Regions from separate parts of the Gasterosteus aculeatus genome. Here region 2 is linked to region 1. The links are chromatin contacts, called in public Hi-C maps. All regions are on one chromosome and are shown on one strand. The core of a region is the stretch at or near the end of the contact, and the rest is flanking DNA. Distances in the headings are between cores, read along the strand shown.

Evidence for each region. Hi-C and Micro-C count contacts between places; a contact is called where the count stands out from the background.
Region 2: a contact with region 1 is called in a Hi-C map of skeletal muscle, with 5 times the contacts expected there. The contact joins two enhancer-like sites. A contact is called at or near these places in 2 of 6 Hi-C or Micro-C datasets (skeletal muscle and whole body).

What each region holds. Positions count from the first base shown.
Region 1 is chr13:13,706,646-13,711,820 of fGasAcu3.hap1.1, reverse strand. rhobtb2a (Rho related BTB domain containing 2a) reads right to left here. Exons shown (of 11, transcript XM_040195923.2): 11 at 4,951-5,175. Among protein-coding and RNA genes, the nearest start is that of rhobtb2a, 12 kb to the right of the region's middle. Within about 2 kb of position 2,725, at least 1 of the 9 cell types and tissues checked has open chromatin away from gene starts, as enhancers often do.
Region 2 is chr13:13,783,543-13,788,717 of fGasAcu3.hap1.1, reverse strand. bin3 (bridging integrator 3) reads right to left here. Exons shown (of 9, transcript XM_040196185.2): 9 at 2,510-3,855. The coding sequence ends at 3,709. It overlaps acsl2 (acyl-CoA synthetase long chain family member 2), which reads left to right. Exons shown (of 21, transcript XM_040196180.2): 14 at 1-55; 15 at 495-663; 16 at 741-829; 17 at 910-1,026; 18 at 1,108-1,251; 19 at 1,340-1,441; 20 at 1,527-1,598; 21 at 1,700-2,455. The coding sequence ends at 1,840. Among protein-coding and RNA genes, the nearest start is that of acsl2, 12 kb to the left of the region's middle. Within about 2 kb of position 3,022, at least 2 of the 9 cell types and tissues checked have open chromatin away from gene starts, as enhancers often do.

The DNA of each region.
Region 1 (5,175 bases), core at 1,476-3,975:
TAAAAGCTCAAAGAAGCGCCTTGTCTGTTTATCCAAACATACACCCTTGACTCTTCGCTGAAGTGAAGGCCGTCGCCTACTGAAAACAAAATCCATATCTTTGCACTCTCACATCCCCAACACGAAGACCTGTCAGGGATCCTGCATGGGTGGACATGTAGGCTTTCCTAGGAATGACAGGGTCTGTTAAAGAGGAACCCCACCCTCGCTTTCTCCGGCATGCCAACACAGAGGAGAGTGGGCAGCGCTGAGACGGCAGCCTGCCGTGGGCACTGCCAGGCTTAAAGCTGCCCTGTCGTCATCAGAGGCTTGCAGAAAAGAACGCTGAGATTCACCGGAAAAAAAAAAGAGGAGGGGGATCGTTGCATTTAAATCCTCTCTCAACGCCCCCACATGTTTTAGCAAAGCATAAAAATCATTCACAGAGAGAGAGAAAGCGAAAAAGAAAAAGATAGAGGGAAATAGAGAGGAAACAGCTATTAGCAGCAGTAAGCAAGCTCAAGAGATCATAGTGAGGCAGCTCTAATCGCAGTAATGGTTTAAACCCTCATTCCATCCAACCAGATGCAAGAAATGTCTACCTAAAAACAAGGCTTTGAAATCCCCCGTGTCTAAGAGGGTGCCCTGTGGCTATGGTCCTTACTAAAAAAACAACTCCAAAACTGTCTCCACTTTTAGTAACTACGAGGTAAAGATAGCTCCTGCGGCCTCACGGCGGCTACATGGGGGAATGATGAGCGCGCCTGTGTCATGATAAAGATTAAGTCTAATGTCATGGACCCCAAGATTGGTGTCAGTAGACTAGGAAACGTCAAAATGTTGTCATGGATGAGAGCGAACTATCTGCCCTCCACAATAGACAAGTTATTTATTTAGTCAGTTTTATAAAAGGCCAAAGACATCACTGTTTATTGAGGAGGCTTACGTCTGCTAAATGATGGACTGACGAACAGGAAAAAGTATCCAGGATAAATCCAGACCTCATGATGGACTCATTATGATGGATGAAGGGCCTTTTTTTACCTGCCGACACTGTAATATCCAAAGTAATTACAATGAAATCAACGGTATTATATTAGTGAATAATGAGAAAATGTAATTGAAAGTGAAAAGTGTCCAAACTAAACGAAATTCAATCATGCTGTTGACAAAGTGTATTAAAAGCTTAATTAAGCACATCGCTTTAATAAGGTGGAAACTCAAACGTTCTTTAGCTTTGCCAAAAGCACACCTGGATCAGGTGTCATGCAGCCAAATATACAGTATACACCGCTTTTTAATCCTTTCTAGTTCTGAGTTCTTTGGTTATTTTTGGAATCGTCTTAATTTCCCCTGTTCTTTTCTTCTTTTCTTCAGGCAAAGCTTCATCTGACACATTTTCTGTCCTGTAGCCAAAGAGGTTGGTTTCCAAAGAGCTTCCAACAACATTAAAAAACGTATCCTTTCCTTTCGGTCGGAAAGAAATCCTAGAAGCATTTTGGCACTTACAGAATATATTAATGTTGAATTGAGATACCGAGGGCCTATATTTTAACATAATTATTTTGCATCTCTATCAAACAAAGTAACAATGGAAACATTGTTTAAACATGAGGATCTTTTGTATATCAGGGGAGACGATCAGTGCCAAACATTGTTTTGCTCATGTGATTCAAAGGTGCGCTGACTTTCTGACCTCTTAAAACAACACAACAGAGGAGTTCTCACACTTTTCTAACTAAGATATGTATCTTGTTGGTCCATTTACACATTTGGCTCCTTATCCCTGCCAGTGTCTTCAATGACCGATGTTGACGGACTGGTTTCCCTCCTTCAGACAAATTGCATCCGCTTGTGAGACTGAAAAAAGGCAGTATTTCCTCCAAAGAATTAACTTTAATTTCGACAAAGACACTAATTATGTAATACTGTCAAGAGCATTAGGTCTCACGTTAACATATGATGGTCATTGTCTGTTGCTTGGGATAAATAAGTTAAAATTAGTGTTTCAGATAATTTGCTGTCAGTTAATTTAACAAAATTTTGTGTATTGCATTCCACTCGAACACTGAAAGTGCAAAACTATTTAGGCTTTTTAAAAGGGATTAATGCCCATAGACAGCAGACTTCTCAAAAGTTTTGAGATTAGGGACTAAAAGTGGGAGCGATGTGGAAAAAGACGCTGTGTGGAGCGGTTCCTCTCTTCGGTGATAAGATTTAAAAAACATATTGGTGCCAAGATGAAAAACGCAATGTGAACAGTCTTGTATTCTTCAATCACGGTACATGTTTTAAAAAACCCAGAGCGTTCCTGTAATAATATGGTCAGCTCTGTTTGATTTCCAAATGTTGCATGAGCCTAAAGTTGTTGTTACACTTTAGGATCCATTAAAGTGTTTTCTTTTGAGGCATTTGACGCTTCACTGAGACGCAAGCCAGGTTTCGCGAACACATACGTTTTGAGTGTCGAATCGCTGCTCTGAAGTTTGAACACAGAAATCTGCGGTCTCCGTGGCCCTTTGCTTTTGTTTTCGGCTGAGAGCACCTATTTAGAGGCGGCTTTATGGGAGTACTGCCCGTCGCGCTCCACTCCAATTACTCAGCAGGCATGCTTCCCGTCCCAGTAATGAAGTGGGTGTTACAGTGGGTGGATTTGAAACTGAGCGGCCACTATATTCTGTATTCCCGCTACTGGGTGCAAAGGGATGAGTGGCGGAGAACAGCAGCGGCTCTGGACGCTCCGGACGGAGCGCGCGTCGGACCCGCGGAACAAACCGCGGAACCGAAGCCAACGATCTGATCACCCTTCAATCGCGCGTGCCTGCTGGAGTGTCTGGAGAAATGGAGAATTACATTTCCAAAAGCCCAGTAGATAAAGTTTGTATTGATTTAATCCAACGTGTAATCTGTTTTGCTGTCCGACACGGATTCTGGCAATAAAAGCGAATCACGTAAGACAGCATTATAGATAATACGACCATAGATCAAATGGAGTTTGGGAGAGAAAAGGGCAATAGATCATGTTGCAGCGAGACTGCTTAGCTCTGGAATTCATAAGCTACCTCCTGAATCGAGGTGGCTTTCAATTTAAGTTTTCAATTTACAGATATCGGATTTGGTGTGCACTTGATCCTTGTGTATCGCGAGCTGTGTCTCTCTCAATTTGTCGCTCAACCACAAAAGAACACGATCCACTGAAGAAAACACATATTTAATATCTGGCATGACAACTAGAGCATTTTTGCTTTGACAAACGTTTCAGATGTATGACCCTTATGTACAGTCGTCCCGTACAAAAACATGTTTTTCTCTGCAGAGTCTGTGGTTTAAAGATAATTTAGGGTCTTTAATGTCAATGTAATTCTCTTCTCAAAATCATTGCCTTTGTTTTTATTTAAGCAAATATCATTTGGACTATTGGAGTGTGCATTTATTAACACAAGCATGAGATGAACGTGTCATCCAAATTCAATATTGAAAGAAAACACTCAAACTTCAAGTTGTAGTTTTGCTGGGTTACGTCCAAACTCTTTCAATAAATTGGTTACAATTAGTGATCTATTTTAGGGTCATGGTTTGAGTTATTTACATAAATAAGTATTTCCCTATTAAATATGAGTTAGTACTAAAGAGTACTGATTCGTAAACTGGTACTGGAAGCAGGCACAGTGTGTGCAGCTCTCTGCAGAAAATCAATTAAGTAACTGCAATCAGAAAATCTGAAAGAAGGATTTTTAATGTCTGTAGCTTCACTACTATCAAACAGAGATTGAAGGATCCATCAGTCAAAATCAATATTAATAGTGTCTACTTTACTATTTATACCATCTGACATTCTGGATAGTTTAAACTATCGATAGGTTACCTTGGTTTATCAGTTGATCATTGAATGACTCACAAGTATGAAGTGCTAGCACCACCCTCTGGTGACATAGATGACCAGTGTACCAGTAATCGATACAGGCAATGCAGATAATACAGGGCTGCATGGAAGCCCCAAACCAGAGATCAGCCTCATATTTAAATGATTACTCAAACCGTATTCAAACCATAGAAGTTTGCAATATGCTGTGGACCTTTATGTTTCTTGTGACCAAAGGCCTGGTCCGTTGAGGTAATGATGCTGGCTTTATCCATTACTGCACTCTAGTGTTGAAAAAACGCGCTTGCGCATCACATAAAATGACCTACACAAAGAAAAAGAAATCTATTAGCAAGAATATTTCAGACCTCTTTGTAGGAATTTGCTTTTGTTTAATACGACAAAAAGGGACGATAAGTAGCCACAAAAAGATTGGATATTGTTACCATATTAAACATGCAGCAAATAGCTTTAGTATCAAAGACATACCAATATATCAATGGAAATCCATTCATAATATTTATGGTGCCAAAGCAGTATGCAGAACAGCAGCACTCGGTTGGTAAAAAAGTCCTTCTTTTGGACAGACAAATGGGTTTTGCTTCTCTCTGTTTAAATCAGTTTGATTCAAATTGTATATAATATAATCTGACAGTTGAGCTGAAAGGAGGCCTGTCGACACTGACAGCTTTGGACAAGTGTCACTTTCACCGCGTTGCTTCTAGTGAATGACGGCTCAGTAGCTGTGTTCTGTGTCAGTCGTCTGTCCAGCAGTAAAGTTCTTAAACTGTAAACTAGTGTTCGCAAGTTATGGAAAGTAACTGTTAACTGACATCAGGGGTACTTCTTAATTAAAGCGCTAATGTAGGAACGTAACTATTAAATATGTCACTGCGTGAGCACCACAGTCTTCATAGATTAGCGATAGCTACATTGATAATTTGAGACAAACATTACCATCTCTGAGAGGTTTTCCACTTGTATTTGCTGCAGGTTTCTTCTTCTGGTTCAGGTGCGGTTGCTGCACAGTGCACAAGCCCACTGTCCTGTGAGGCTGCAAACTTTTTGATTTGACATCATTAGAAGGGGTTAAGAAAACAAAGACGGCACACGTTGCTCATTTTTTATTTAATAAATAGTATTTAAACATTTTCAAGAACACATGCTACGGGATTTTAGGTTTACAGCTTCTAAACAATCAAAACAGCTCTTGAGAACCCAAATACCTGGTGACTAAAGAAAATGTCATCCAGGTTTTGAACACTGAGAAAACATTCAGTTTTTCTTTTTTTTCTTTTCATGAATTATCCTTTTTGTAATATTTACTTTTCAAC
Region 2 (5,175 bases), core at 1,773-4,272, 77 kb before region 1:
TGGCGTCGTCCGCAACGACAGTCTGTGGGACAAACTGGTGTTCAACAGGATTCAGGTCCGTTTACTGGGAGCTCCACGCTGTATCCACCTGGATCTTGTTTTGCCACGTGCTCTGTCGGGGTAACGTGTGTCTGGAGTAAACCTACGGGCCTCTTTGGGAATCCGCCCGATGGGTTTTCCCCCCGTTTCGTTAATCCAGGACTGCTTATCTGCCACTGTTTGTATCGGTACATGTAGACCAGCAGTCAGGCAAATATATTTACAAGAGGCCCACAACTATTCCAGTATCCAATGCCAAATTCACACACGGCATATTGGTCCTGTGGGAGGGTATTGGAGAAGAATGCGCACACACACACACACAGATTTTGGCTTATTCTGGTCAAATACAGATGGGAAGATCCAGTGTAGGTTGAAAACAGAATTTTGTTTGTACCCACAATATGTTTACGTTTGACCCGTTTTCCATAAATACCCCACCGCTTGTGTTTCAGGCTAGTTTAGGAGGTAATCTGCGGTTTGCCCTGACTGCTTCAGCACCCATCTCCCCCACTGTGCTGTCCTTCCTCAGAGCCACTCTGGGCTGTCTGATCTTTGAGGGCTACGGCCAGACCGAGTGCACCGCAGGCTGCACCTTCTCCATGCCGGGAGACTGGAGCGCGGGTGAGACGCCGTCCCATCCGCTCGTGCTTCGGTGCTGGTTGCTCTTGTCCTCCATGTGGGTGTGTCTCTCTTGTCAGGTCATGTCGGTGCTCCTTTGCCCTGTGCCAGGGTGAAGCTGGTGGACATCCCCGACATGAACTACTACGCCAAGAACGGCGATGGAGAGGTGAGGCGACCTGTGACGCACGCCGCCGCATCACGCGGCGCAGAGATGGACTGACGCTCATCCCGGCTTTGTCCTGTTAGATCTGCATCAGCGGGCCCAGTGTGTTCAGAGGTTACCTGAAGGACCCGGAAAAGACGGCCGAAGCCTTGGACAGCGACGGCTGGCTGCACAGCGGCGACGTGGGCCAGTGGCTTCCAGTAAGATTGCACACAGCAATTAGCTTGACGCTGTCAGCTGTCGTCTTTTAGACTGAAGTGTCCCCGCGTGTCTTCTGCCAGAACGGGACGCTTCGCATCATTGACAGGAAGAAGCACATCTTCAAGCTGTCCCAGGGCGAGTACATCGCCCCAGAGAAGATCGAAAACGTCTACACGCGGTGTGTTCCTGTGCTGCAGGTGTTTGTGCACGGAGACAGTTTACAGGTACAATTTGATGGACTTTATCGGTTTTTAAAAACATTTTTTCTGTGCTTCAGGTTTTTCATTTTTCTCTTGTATTTCGTGTCACCAGTCTTATCTCATAGGCATAGTCGTACCTGATCCTGAGGTGTTTGTGGATTGGGCTAAAGGCCGAGGATTTGTGGGATCCTATGAAGAGCTCTGCCAGAACCCTGTAGGTCATCTAAAGCAAACTTTCTTAACCATTTTACCTTTTTGAAATCATCCCAGACAAAACTGAGTTATTGATCTTTCAATAGGATTTGAAGAATGCAGTATTGGAGGACATGAACGCGGTGGGGAAGAAAGCGGGGCTAAAGTCCTTTGAACAAGTGAGGAGTCTCTGCTGACATTGGGCTCGATGAAAATCTGCAACCAACCAACTTTACAAGACTCACCGTTGTTGTGCTTTTGTCCTCCACCTTTCTCTCAGGTGAAGGACCTTCATTTGCATCCAGAGACGTTCAGCATCGCCAACGGCCTTCTCACCCCGACGCTCAAAAGCAGACGCGCTGACATCCGCAGAACCTTTCAGATACAAATATCAAGCATGTACAGCAAGACGGCCTTTTGAGGGAGGCCACACACTAAGGTCACTGGTGTCCAATGAGGGATAACAAAAAATAAGGGACAGGGACACAGGACAAGACACTGCCTTATTTAAAAATATACAACGATCATTTGGAATCAGTCTTTCATTCAAATCCACCTGCTGCATACATCTCTACTGTGTTAACTTCACATGAAAAATAACAGATTGGGACCAAACCACTTTGTTTTAAATTCCAATTTCCCTGTTGTCTAGGTCACTCACAGTTGTAACTGACTGGGAGATTTTACTGATACATAAATATTGTATAGTTGTAGAGATACAAATAAACCTGCACAGACCTTAAGTTAGACATCCAATTCACACAGTCCTGATCTTTTTAAGAACTTAACTTTAGGGTTGTCGGGCCCTTGTATCACCTTGACGTAAGCTTTTCATGAACACTCTTGATCGAGCGCGTCTACTGGGTATTCCTCCTGCCAGTTCTGCAAGATTTCATAAACAAGTGAACATGTAATCATCACATGAAAACTAAATGACTTGAAAGGTTGAACTGTACATATTGCATAGGACATTCGCTAACAGGACACTACTGACTAGTTCCAGTAAAGAAGCTGAACACAAATAAAGATTAGTAACAGATTTCTTTTGTGGTTTCAATTCTCGGCAAAAATACGACACACAGCACACAGCTATTCTCAGTTAATTTATTTCACAATAGACTATACATTACAATGATGGTTAAATTCATAATTTCACAGATTTAGTACAATACATGAAAGAAAATTGGTCTAGTCTATTAATTACTTGGTGTGAAGATTTCTCTTCACTTAACTTCATTATTTCCAAAAACCTTCATTAATGCACATGTGTAAGTAAAATAAAAACTATTTGTTTTAGTAATTTCAAAATATGTGTAAGAATAAATAGTTAAGTTCTTGGTATGAAACCCCTTCACATGATATTGGAACAACGTGTGTATCCACAGGTCATACGTGTCGATACTGAGGCCGTACCTGATGGAAACACAGGAGTGCAATGATTTGGTTCAAAACTCATGGAAATGTGTTGCTAACAAACAAACGGAACCACAACATAAAGGATGGATGTGTGAACGGTTATGATTGATATCTTCCACTAGAGGGAGCACCAGCCTTTGTTTTTGATCAGACTTCATACAGCAGCTTGTTCTCTTCGGGTGCGAGTGGTCGACCTTTCAACACTGCTGCACAACCTCCCTCCGCTCCGTCCACAGGCAGCACAACGTAGGCACTTCATGCGCAGGTGATTGTCAAACCGTTCTAATAAACCCCAATGACAAGGCCTCATAACATGGCACAATGCTGGACTTCGCCAAAGGCCGAAATACACACTTACATTTTATTGCCGGGAACCTACAGTATATTGCATAACATTCCGCTTGTAGTTTTTATTGTTTAAAACGTAGGCCATTAAAAGACAGTTTTAAAATTTCTTAGTGACATTGCAGACTAATGACAACGTTCCTGCTCTAGAAGCAAATGCTAATAGTCAACTCTGTCACCACAAAGTGTACCCTTGTAAATTAGTTCTGACGAGAACAGTTTGATTCCTTAAAAAAAAAATAATGAAAAAAAACATTGGCTTATAATGCTGCACGTCGCTAATGGCTTAGTTTAATGTGGCATTTCAGCTTCTGTAGAAAGTGTCTGTAGAAAGGATAAAACATGGGATTGTAGCGCAAGAGGAGGGGGGTGGGGGGAGAGGGGGGGTGATGAGGCCGCAAGGAAACAATCTGATTATCAGGTTAAGGCTAATGCCGTCCGTTTGAACTGCACGAAGGAGCATGAAAAGACTGCAATCCATTCAGAGAGGCATGAAAGGAACCCTTCCCGGTTTTCGACGGTCCTCCCTCAGTCGTCGGCAACAATGGACAGAGCACGCAACTCGCTGAGCTTGGCCTCGGTCTCCCTCTCCCTCTGCTCGTCTGTCAGCCCTGCCTGGTCGATCTGGTCCGTTAACTCGCTGAAGATCTTGTACATTTCGGTATAGTAGACAACCTGGGGAGCGGGGAGGGGAAAAGAAAATGGTCCTGTCAGATGGAAAGTGGGGAGGGTCCACGGACCTTTCTTACAAGCCTCTGAGGGGGAAAAACTCCAACAAATTCATATCCGGACTCTGCTAGCACGATCTAACCTTGCTCTTACTCACGCTAGTCTGAAGCTGCTGGTCTCGTACCTCTTCAACTCTGCTAATGAGAAGTGATTTGAAAGGAGAAGAGGGAGCCCACGGATATCAAACAACTCCGACAAAGCCCCAAAAACCCCGATACTTCAGTGGGTAGTGACCCTGCTTTTCTCTCCCGATCTGAACAAGAGATAGAGAGTGTTTACTGAAAGCTTTCTTGACACTTCCCACCCCTGCTTCTTCCCCACAGTTCATGAGTCAAGCTCCCTAGAGAGTTGCTTTGATGATTAATAGACTTTAATCACATTACAAGACTCCAGAAGAGTAGGCAGAGAATGAAAGTACTGGGAAATACAACCCCTTAAACCTCCTCCCCCCCACATACACACACACACACACATCTTCATATTAATTCACGCAGCGATGCATTTGATACCACGCACTCAAGGGCACCATAGACTTCTCAGAAATTACACGTGTGTCCTATTGTCGGCCCAAACAGCAACAGCAACCAACCAACCTACTACATCCCAACCGACTCAGGGCTCGGTTGAGCAGGAAATAACCAGGAGTCGTGCATCTTATACAGAACTAACATTTGCCTCACTCTGTCATGAACAGATTTGACAACGTCAGACCCCAAAGGAACAACAAGTCAAGTTTCCGAACCACCTTGTACAAGCTTTTTTAAGTGCTCAGCCTGAAAGACCTCTGTATGTTTATACCAACATTTGCCACCTAAACCACATGAGTGGGCCATAAGTATCGGGTTACTGCTGTTTGAGGGGGTAAAGCGGATATTCTTTTGCTCAAAACGGCTTGTTGAAAGGGCCATCGGAAATGTCCATTTGACCAGTGATGATAATGTACACCAGATCAGCTTCTGAGTGGCCTCTGGAGCAAAGACACTCAGCTATTATAATTAGTCCACTCACCGGGAGGAGTAAACGCAGCCTGTGACCACCTACGATACAAAAAGGCGTCTTTGGCTGAAGCAGAGCTTGAAATTAAATGTCTTGTGTCTGGACATTTTAACATACCACTGTCTCAGCTGCTTAATATGTATACTGGGAAGTTACACTTTGACCTTTTAGCCCACAAAGATAATGAATAATGTATGCTGCATTCTATCCACTACGTCCTCAAAACATTGTGTGACCACGGTTTCAGGAGTCAAAGAAACAACTGAGAAA